Linked DNA regions of Danio rerio: region 2 is linked to region 1. The links are chromatin contacts, called in public Hi-C maps. All regions are on one chromosome and are shown on one strand. Each heading gives the region's core, a stretch centred on a gene start, on an enhancer-like site or on the middle of the called end of the contact. The rest is flanking DNA. Distances are from core to core; before and after follow the strand shown.

Region 1 (4,081 bases), core at 915-3,414:
TCTGCTGTACTAGCAAGAGAAATGCATTCAGGATGCTGCTCTTCTGAGCCATGCTGCAAGACATCATAAAGTCCAACAAACGCAAACAGAACTGACTGGGGACTAAAGACCTCGGAATGCACTGTAAACATATGCAAAGAGAAAACATCATCTTGGAGTTAATAATTTAATACACATATTGTTAAATGAAAATGTTTGAACACCTTATTGAATTTCATGGTTTTCCATATCTGGACATAACAATAAAACTACATAGTCGCTAGCAGGTCTACAAATTTGGAAGATAAAAGCTCACACAATGAGCTCAGATGAACACAACTTAATATTTTATACCATGTCTTTAGTGATTTAAAAAAATAAGGCCAAGATAGTTTGTGTAAGTTTCCTCTGGGTGCTCGTGTTTCCGACACAAGTCCAAAGACATGCGCTATAGGTGAATTGGAGAAGCTAAATTGTCCATACTGTATATGTGTAATTGGGAGTGTATGGGTGTTTCCCAGTGATGGGTTGAGGCCGGAAGGTCATCCGCTGACTAAGCCGAAATGGAAATTAATGAAGGCAAAACAGAAAAGTTATAATTGACAAACTTAAAACACCATATGATTCAGATACCTGTAGATCCACTTTTAGCAATAATTATTTGAAGGGATCATTTTGAACTCATCAGTCTCTCAGATCATTTTCTTTATTCTCTATTTCCACCTGGGGTTACTCATTCAGAGGCCTCTAGAGATTGTGCTGAGGCATTAATGTGATCCAAGTACTGTGAAGAGAAGATGCCAAAGTATCCATAATCCTGGACCAGGCCGTATCCTGAACAGATGCTGTGGTGGTCATGGAGGAATGGAGAGCATGAGACTGATTCCTGAAAGACCCAAGTCTTCACATTGATCTCGTGGACCAACATGAACACCCGCCGATGACCAACTCGCACCTGCTGTTTCTTCACAATGGATGTCCAGCGATCTCCAGCCTCAAACACCTAGACTGCAGCTCTGCACAAGAAGTTTGGCCAGAGGAGAAATGGTCGTGCCAACTGAGCCTGGTTTCTGTCAAGGTTTTTGCCTTCACTTTGGTCGATTGGTAGGTTTGTGTCTCACCACTGGCTTGCTTGAGTTTTTTGTACTGCTCTTATCGAAGATCTGGACTTTGACTGGACTATTGAACACCGTAATTATTATTGTTTTTTTCAGCTGTTCCTTTGAAGATTTGTTGCTGTGCTTGGGATCATTGTTTTATGACCCAATTTGGCTCAGCTTTTACTGCGGGATGGGCATTGTTAATACACACTTGAAGACTTCAGATCAATAAACTGCTAAAACTGCTAATGGTCTGTTAAGGCATTTGATAAGTAGTGCTTGACTTATTATTCTTTTTGTTAATGCTAAATGTTGTTGTTTATCTGAGGCTTATTTAAAAAAAAGTTTTACCTGCCAAAGATTTGGAAAAACTGTAAGTTGATATGATGTTTAAACCTTTTCACAGGACTTTATATATATTCTGTGATAAAAAAAAAAATTGATTCATTCATTTTCTTTTCGGCTTAGTTCCTTTATTAATCTGGGGTTGCTACAGCGGAATGAACTGCCAACTTATCCAGCACATATTTTACACAGCGGATACCCTTCCAGCTGCAACCCATCACTGGGAAACACCCATACACTACAGACAATTTACCTTACCCAATTCACCTATAGCACATGTCTTTGGGGGGAACAGGAGCACCCAAAGGAAACCCATGCCAACATGAGGAGAAAATGCACACTCCGAATAGAAATGCCAACTAACCCAGCCGAGGCTCGAACCAGTGACGTTTTTGCTGTGTGGTGACAGCACTTCCCACTGCGCCACCCCAAATTTGCATGTTATGCTTTGTTTTATTTAGAAAACTTGATCCCCAAAACCTTAAAGCGCAGTATCTCCAATTCCCTCAGAATGCAAACAGATGCTTATAATTTCTCATTTGTAGGTGGCTTTTTTTGCTGGGTTGTGGTGTTTGTATTGGTCTTACACTCAGATTAGGAAACATCTTCTGAAACCATGGCTCATCCACAAACTGCAGGAGGAACTCTGGAATATTTGAAGATGGGGGTGGAGGGGGCGGGGGAGTGGGTTGTTTAGGTGGAGACGGAGGTGGGATAGGGGTGGGTATAGGAGGGGGAGGTGGTGAAGGTTTGGGGGGTGGAGTCTGACGGGGTGTAGAAGGTTTTATTGGGGAAGGGGGCTTTGGAGGCTGTGAAGAAATGAACATGAGAGAGCATTTAGAGGAAGAAATGAAATGGTTAGGTGACATCATTAGATTTTCTTCCTTGAAGTGTAGTTGCATTTACCATTGCTTGGCAAAATGCAAAATCAAGTTAGAAATTGCTCAAAAGTTTTCAATGAATACAAAAAAGTTCCACATATATATGTGAATAAGTCAATTAATTACTTTGACCAACAGAAAGCAGTGTGTTTTTAAAGTTGCCTTTGTGTGAGAAGTGATTTTAACATCACACACTATTACCCACACCTTTACAAAACACAGTCAGGGGCAACCATCAACATACAAAAAGTCACTACAGTGTCAGGTTACTGATGTTAAAGCATAATGGAAGTGTTTTTACCCATAACTGATAACAGGACTCTTCTTTTTTAACCCTTTATAGGGCACTCGTTGAAATACAGATCAGTAAAGCCTGGAGTGTTAGTAAGGGTTATTACAAGACTTACAAGAAAAAAAAGTCATATTTTAAATAAATGTCAATGAAGTTAGCATATACGATTACTTGCCCAATAAAGGGTTAAAAACAATCATGCTTAATTGCATAATTTGTGCACCAACAGGGGGGAGTACAAATGCACCCTATATGAGATATATTATTTTACTCATATATGTAACTTTAATCAAATGCATGAGACTAGATTTAGGATTAAAAAAAACACAACAATATCCTAACAGGAAATATGTGTTTTTCTTCCATCAGTCGAGGGGGGAAAGGGCTCTTCTGTATGGATTGTGTTTTTAGAATCGGTGGAGGGTGCATTTTAGACTCTCCCCCCTCCTTCCTCTCCTCCTCTCCGTTATGCAGGAGTTGCACTTCATCTAGATCGCTCTGCTCATGACAGGCAAAAAAAAAGAAAAAAAAAAGACAATTCCATCAAACACTGCGCATTTCCACAAAAGCAAAAATTTAAGTCGTTAAAAAACAAATAAAGTTTTTTTTGACATTTATAATATATAATATAATATATATATTTAAATTTACTCTAATGGTAAATATAAAAAACATTTGGTTTATATATATGTAACATCATTTTAAAATGAAGCAAATGTATTCTATACACATTCTCAAACCTGTCTTTTTGGAGGCAGGGGAGGCAGCTCAGGATGTTTAGGTGGAAACAGTAAAGAACATATCTCAAACATATCCTCTGGAATCTAGTAGAATCATACAGAGTCTTAATATCATAATAATTTCACAAACATATCACATTTTTGATAAATTAAACAGAAAATAAAAGTTGAACTGTAGTCATGAACTTACTCTTATATCAAGGGGTTGTCTGTAAATTTTACTCAGGTAATTACTAAAGGCCTCTTGTTTGGTTTGTACAGTGGCTATTTTTTTAGTTCTGCACTCAATCTCTCCTTTTCGTAGGGATTCCAGATCTTTATGTCTTGCCATGAAAACTCCAAAGTCCTTTAATCAAACATTTGGATTATTTCAGGTTTTATGGGGAAATTGCATATGCATAATGTATTTTATACTGTACACACTGTATATCCTATAATTAACCCTTAACATAAACGTTTTTTCTTTTAATTTATACAAATAAATTTTAATAATTTAGGACCAAAATATGTCCACACAAAGTCAAAAATGACTGGTATTTCTTTGCTGGTATAATGATTACCAAAGCCATAAAAACAAAACATCACCTCGGAATTAAAAGGTTCTATATGCGTTCTGAATGATTTTGAGATATTGAGCTTCAAAGTTTTTGCATTCCATAGCAAACAGTATGTGTGTAACATTTGTTTTTTTTAAATAAAAAAGTCTTAAAATGTAAACAACTTATTAAAAATATCCCATAACGT
Region 2 (4,081 bases), core at 536-3,035, 36 kb after region 1:
CAGTTTCCTGTTCTTAGCTGACAAGAGTGGTCTTCTGCTCCTGTAGCCCATCCACCTCAAAATTTGAAGTGTTGTGTGTTCAGAGATGCCCTTCTACATACCTCGGTTGTAAAGAGTGGTTATTTGAGTTACTGTTGTCTTTCTATCAGCTGTAACCAGTCTGGCCATTCTCCTCTGGCATCAACAAGGCATATGCGTCCACAGAACTGCCGCTCACTGAATATTTTCTCTTTTTCTGATGATTCTCTGTAAACCATGGAGATGGTTGTGCGTAAAATTCCCAGCAGATCAGCAGTTTCTGAAATACTCAGACCAGCCGGTCTGGCACCAACAACCATGCTACATTCTAACTCACTTAAATCACCTTTCTTCCCCATTCTGATGCTCGGTTTGAACTGCAGCAGATCGTCTTGACCATGTCTATATGCCTAAATGCGTTGCTGAAGTGAGTTGCTGCCATGTGACAGTTGGACAGGTGCACCTAATAAAGTGGCCGGTAAGTGTAAGTGCAATACCTTTGATTTGACTTACATGACTTTCTTTATCTCTTCTCCTCCTCTCTTTATCTTCTCTATCCCTTCTGTGTTCTGAAACAAAAGAGATCTTATATACATTACACACTCTCAGAAAAAAATTAAATGAAATAAAAAAAAATCACTATTTATAAACTGCTATAACCAAACCTCTTTCTTTGTGCCCAGAGTGTTCTTTGTCGCTGTGTCTCTCTCGCCTTTCTCCTTCTCTTTGCTTTTCATCATATTCAAGTCTATACCGGTCACTTTCTCTTGCTCTGTGTCTTTCTCTTCTCTCTCGTTCTCTTTCTTTGTCTCTTTCCCTCTCCTCTTTTTCTCCTTCTCCTCTCTCCTCTTTCCTTCGAGCTCTCTCAGCCCTCCTTCTATCTCTTTCTCTTTCCTTGTCCTCCTGATTGTACATGTCCACATTCCTGTCTTTCTCTCTATCCCTCCGTCTTTCACCATTTTCCTTATCATCTCTATTATATCTTTTCTCATCTTCATCTCCATCCCCATGTCTCGCTTTCTCCCGCTCTCTCCTTCTCTCTTTGTGTCTATCCTCCCTGACATCTTCCCGTTTGATATCCTGGTTTCTGTCCCTCTCTGGATCTCTGTGTTTACTCCCCTCTCGTTCTCTCCGCTTTTCTTTCTCTCTCCTTGGATCTCGGTCAGGATCTCTGTGTCTGCGATCCTCTGATTCTCCATCCCTGTGTTTTCTGTGCTCCTCTACTCGCTTGGATCTTCTTCTGCTCTCCTCATTGTGTGCCTGGTGAAACAATAGCATTTTAACAGGTTGTGCATTTAAGCTATCTCTTTTACTTGCACACAAGCAAACTGCAGATTACCTGAATGTGCACTTTTAAATCATCAGACCTCCAAGTGTCTTCTTTAGTTATTTTCTTATGAGGGAAATGGACAGTACATGTGTTAAAACTGTGAAGAATGAAGCTCGTGGCTGCGTTAACGATACATAATATAACTAATTAAGTACTGCTTGACTCAGTGTTCACATTATGAGATGACAGTAATGAACAGGTTTAACTGAAGCAGTTTTATTTCGCTATCGACGAGTGGCTAATCGCACTGTTTAGCGTTAAACTATCAGCAATAAAACAGTCTCTATTCACCAGTTTCTATCATACGGGTTAAGAGTTGCTATACCTTCACAGAGCGCATTACTTCAGGGATCCACTTTCTCTTATTTATCCAACAATCGTAAGTTTGTGTTGACAGCTTTTTCCTCCGCCATCCCGCTACACAGCTACAGCGCACGCGCAGTTTAATGATACTATGGCAACATGACTAGCTGGTAACAACAGACTAATAAATCGAGCAAAGAGCAGTCGTTTGATACAAACGTTACTATGGGACACGCAGTCGATTTTTAACAATAGTCGAGAAATCGAACTGATAAAATGACTACAGTCTTTGCCTATTTGTCAAGATCTGGGGCGGCCAAACTTATTTTTTTTATAAAAGGCCAAAAAACCAAACTTGATTGAGGGCTGTGTGCCAAAGCTAAATACACCAAACCGTATATTAAATTTGCCATGGGTAATTTTCTAATAATTTGCTAAGATTTAAAAATAACTAGAAATAACATTGCTTTAAACTTATTAATTTAAGATGCAGTATCATTGTTAGCATTATATAATGAACATTACAGTAAAAACATAAACAATCCCATTTATAACATGGAGTTCAATGCTGATTACACTAGTCGAGCTGCCTTAAAATTTGCCTTGATTTGCTCGTTAGTGTTGTCAATTGACAGTATTTACGTTTTAAAAGTCTGATTTATTTTCAACATTTAATTGAAACTTTTAATTTTAGTTGTCTTTTTTTTTAAATCCTCAATAACCTCCCTATCATTCTCCCCCTCTTTTCAGGTGGGATGGTGGGCCAAACCAATATGGGCCAACTTTGTCCCGCGAGCCCTTCTTTGGGCATATCTGGTCAAAATAGTCAAGATGTAAGTCTGTGTTCTAAGCATATATACAGTTGAAGTCAGAATTAGCCCCCGTTTGAATTGTTTTTTCTTTTTTAAATATTTCCCAAATGATGTTTGCAGGGAATTTTCTTCTAAAGTCTTATTTGTTTTATTTCGGCTTGAATAAAAGCAGTTTCATTTTTTAAAAAGATTTTAAGGTCAAAATAATTACCCCTATTAAGCTATATATATATATATATATATATATATATATATATATATATATATATATATATATATATATATATATATATATATTTTTAGTAGTCTCCAGAACAAACCATTGTTATACAATAACTTGCCTAATTAACCTGATAACCTAATTAACCTAGTTAAGACTTTAAATGTCTCTTTAAGCTGTATAGAAGTGTCTTGAAAAATATCTAGTCTATTATTTACTGTCATCACGACAAAGATAAAATAGATACGTTTTTAGAGATGAGTTATTAAAACTATTATGTTTAGGAATGTGTTAAAAAATTGCTCTTCTTTAAACAGAAATTGGGGGAAAAATAAACAGGGGGCTAATAATTCAGGGGGGGCTAATAATTCAGGGAAGCTAATAATTCCGACTTTAATGTTCTTTATTATCATCTCGTTTGGTTATTTATGGAAGGCTGTTTACAAAAAAAAGTATTCGTGGGCTGAATGATTTGTACAAGCATTTTGGATGTTGTGTTTTTAATTTACGTTGTGTCTTAAAGTTATTGTTTTAAAAACTGAAAGAAATATTATGGGTATTGTGTCTGTATTTACATTTGTCATGTGTATGAATCTAATAAAGGTCTTTAACTAAGGTTTCAATCACTGTTAGATTGGTGGTTTTAATATTTTTAGAATATAAATAAGAACAACAAAATATTTGACATTTATTTTTGAAATTAATCTCATATTTTTAATGACATTATCTGTTACTTTGTAAGCATGCGACAATAACCGATTTCAAGGTTTATCACGGTTTGAAAAAACTCAAGGTAAAACCGCTATCATTTTTTGTTATACCTTTCCTATGATACATTTAAGATTTTGTTGTATTTTAAAGTTTTTTTTTATTTTATTTAGTTTTATTTAGCTTATAAACCAACATCCAAGCATGCTATATACCAGCACAGTGCAGTTGCTTACTTTATATCCAAAGAAAAGAAAGATCTGCGAAGATGCCTTTTCAAGTTTTTAAAATGTGTTTTTGAAAATAATGAAGACTGCAGAAGTCAATGATTTATTTTAATTATTTAGCCTGACATGTCTACTGCTCAAAAATATTTTAAATGTTTCTTTAATTAAAATATATTGTTTCAGGGCTTGACATTAACATTGTTGATCACCAGCCACTGAGGCTAATAGTTTTCCAGCATAGTCACTCGCTCATTTTCACTAGCCACAATTTTGTTGTTGAAAAAATATATTTTATATGCATAAATTTGACTTTGGCATGCTAAAATTTCTTGATTTAGACCTTGTGTTTTGTCCACATGCCTCATTTATTTAACTTTTTTGTGTATGAACTTGCTTACTGTGCATGAACAAATAGGTTGTCCATTTTGTCGCATGGCAATTAGTTTTTGTTTCACAGGACTTT

Evidence for each region. Hi-C and Micro-C count contacts between places; a contact is called where the count stands out from the background.
Region 2: a Hi-C map of hematopoietic stem cells shows a contact between it and region 1, with 2.2 times the contacts expected there. The contact joins the promoter of dync2i1 here to the enhancer-like site in region 1. A contact is called at or near these places in 3 of 18 Hi-C or Micro-C datasets (caudal fin, embryo and hematopoietic stem cells).

The regions. Positions count from the first base shown.
Region 1 is chr7:40,448,782-40,452,862 of GRCz12tu, forward strand. The region is part of intron 1 of esyt2b (extended synaptotagmin-like protein 2b); the gene reads left to right. It overlaps si:ch73-174h16.5, which reads right to left. Exons shown (of 19, transcript XM_021477935.3): 10 at 3,528-3,683; 11 at 3,338-3,421; 12 at 2,940-3,095; 13 at 2,012-2,233; 14 at 1-121. Among named protein-coding and RNA genes, the nearest start is that of si:ch73-174h16.5, 11 kb to the right of the region's middle. Within about 2 kb of position 2,165, at least 4 of the 62 cell types and tissues checked have an H3K27ac peak or open chromatin away from gene starts, as enhancers often do.
Region 2 is chr7:40,485,559-40,489,639 of GRCz12tu, forward strand. It overlaps dync2i1 (dynein 2 intermediate chain 1), which reads right to left and starts at 1,786. Exons shown (of 20, transcript XM_073908848.1): 1 at 1,674-1,786; 2 at 684-1,278; 3 at 532-587. The coding sequence starts at 1,688. The region is part of intron 1 of esyt2b (extended synaptotagmin-like protein 2b); the gene reads left to right.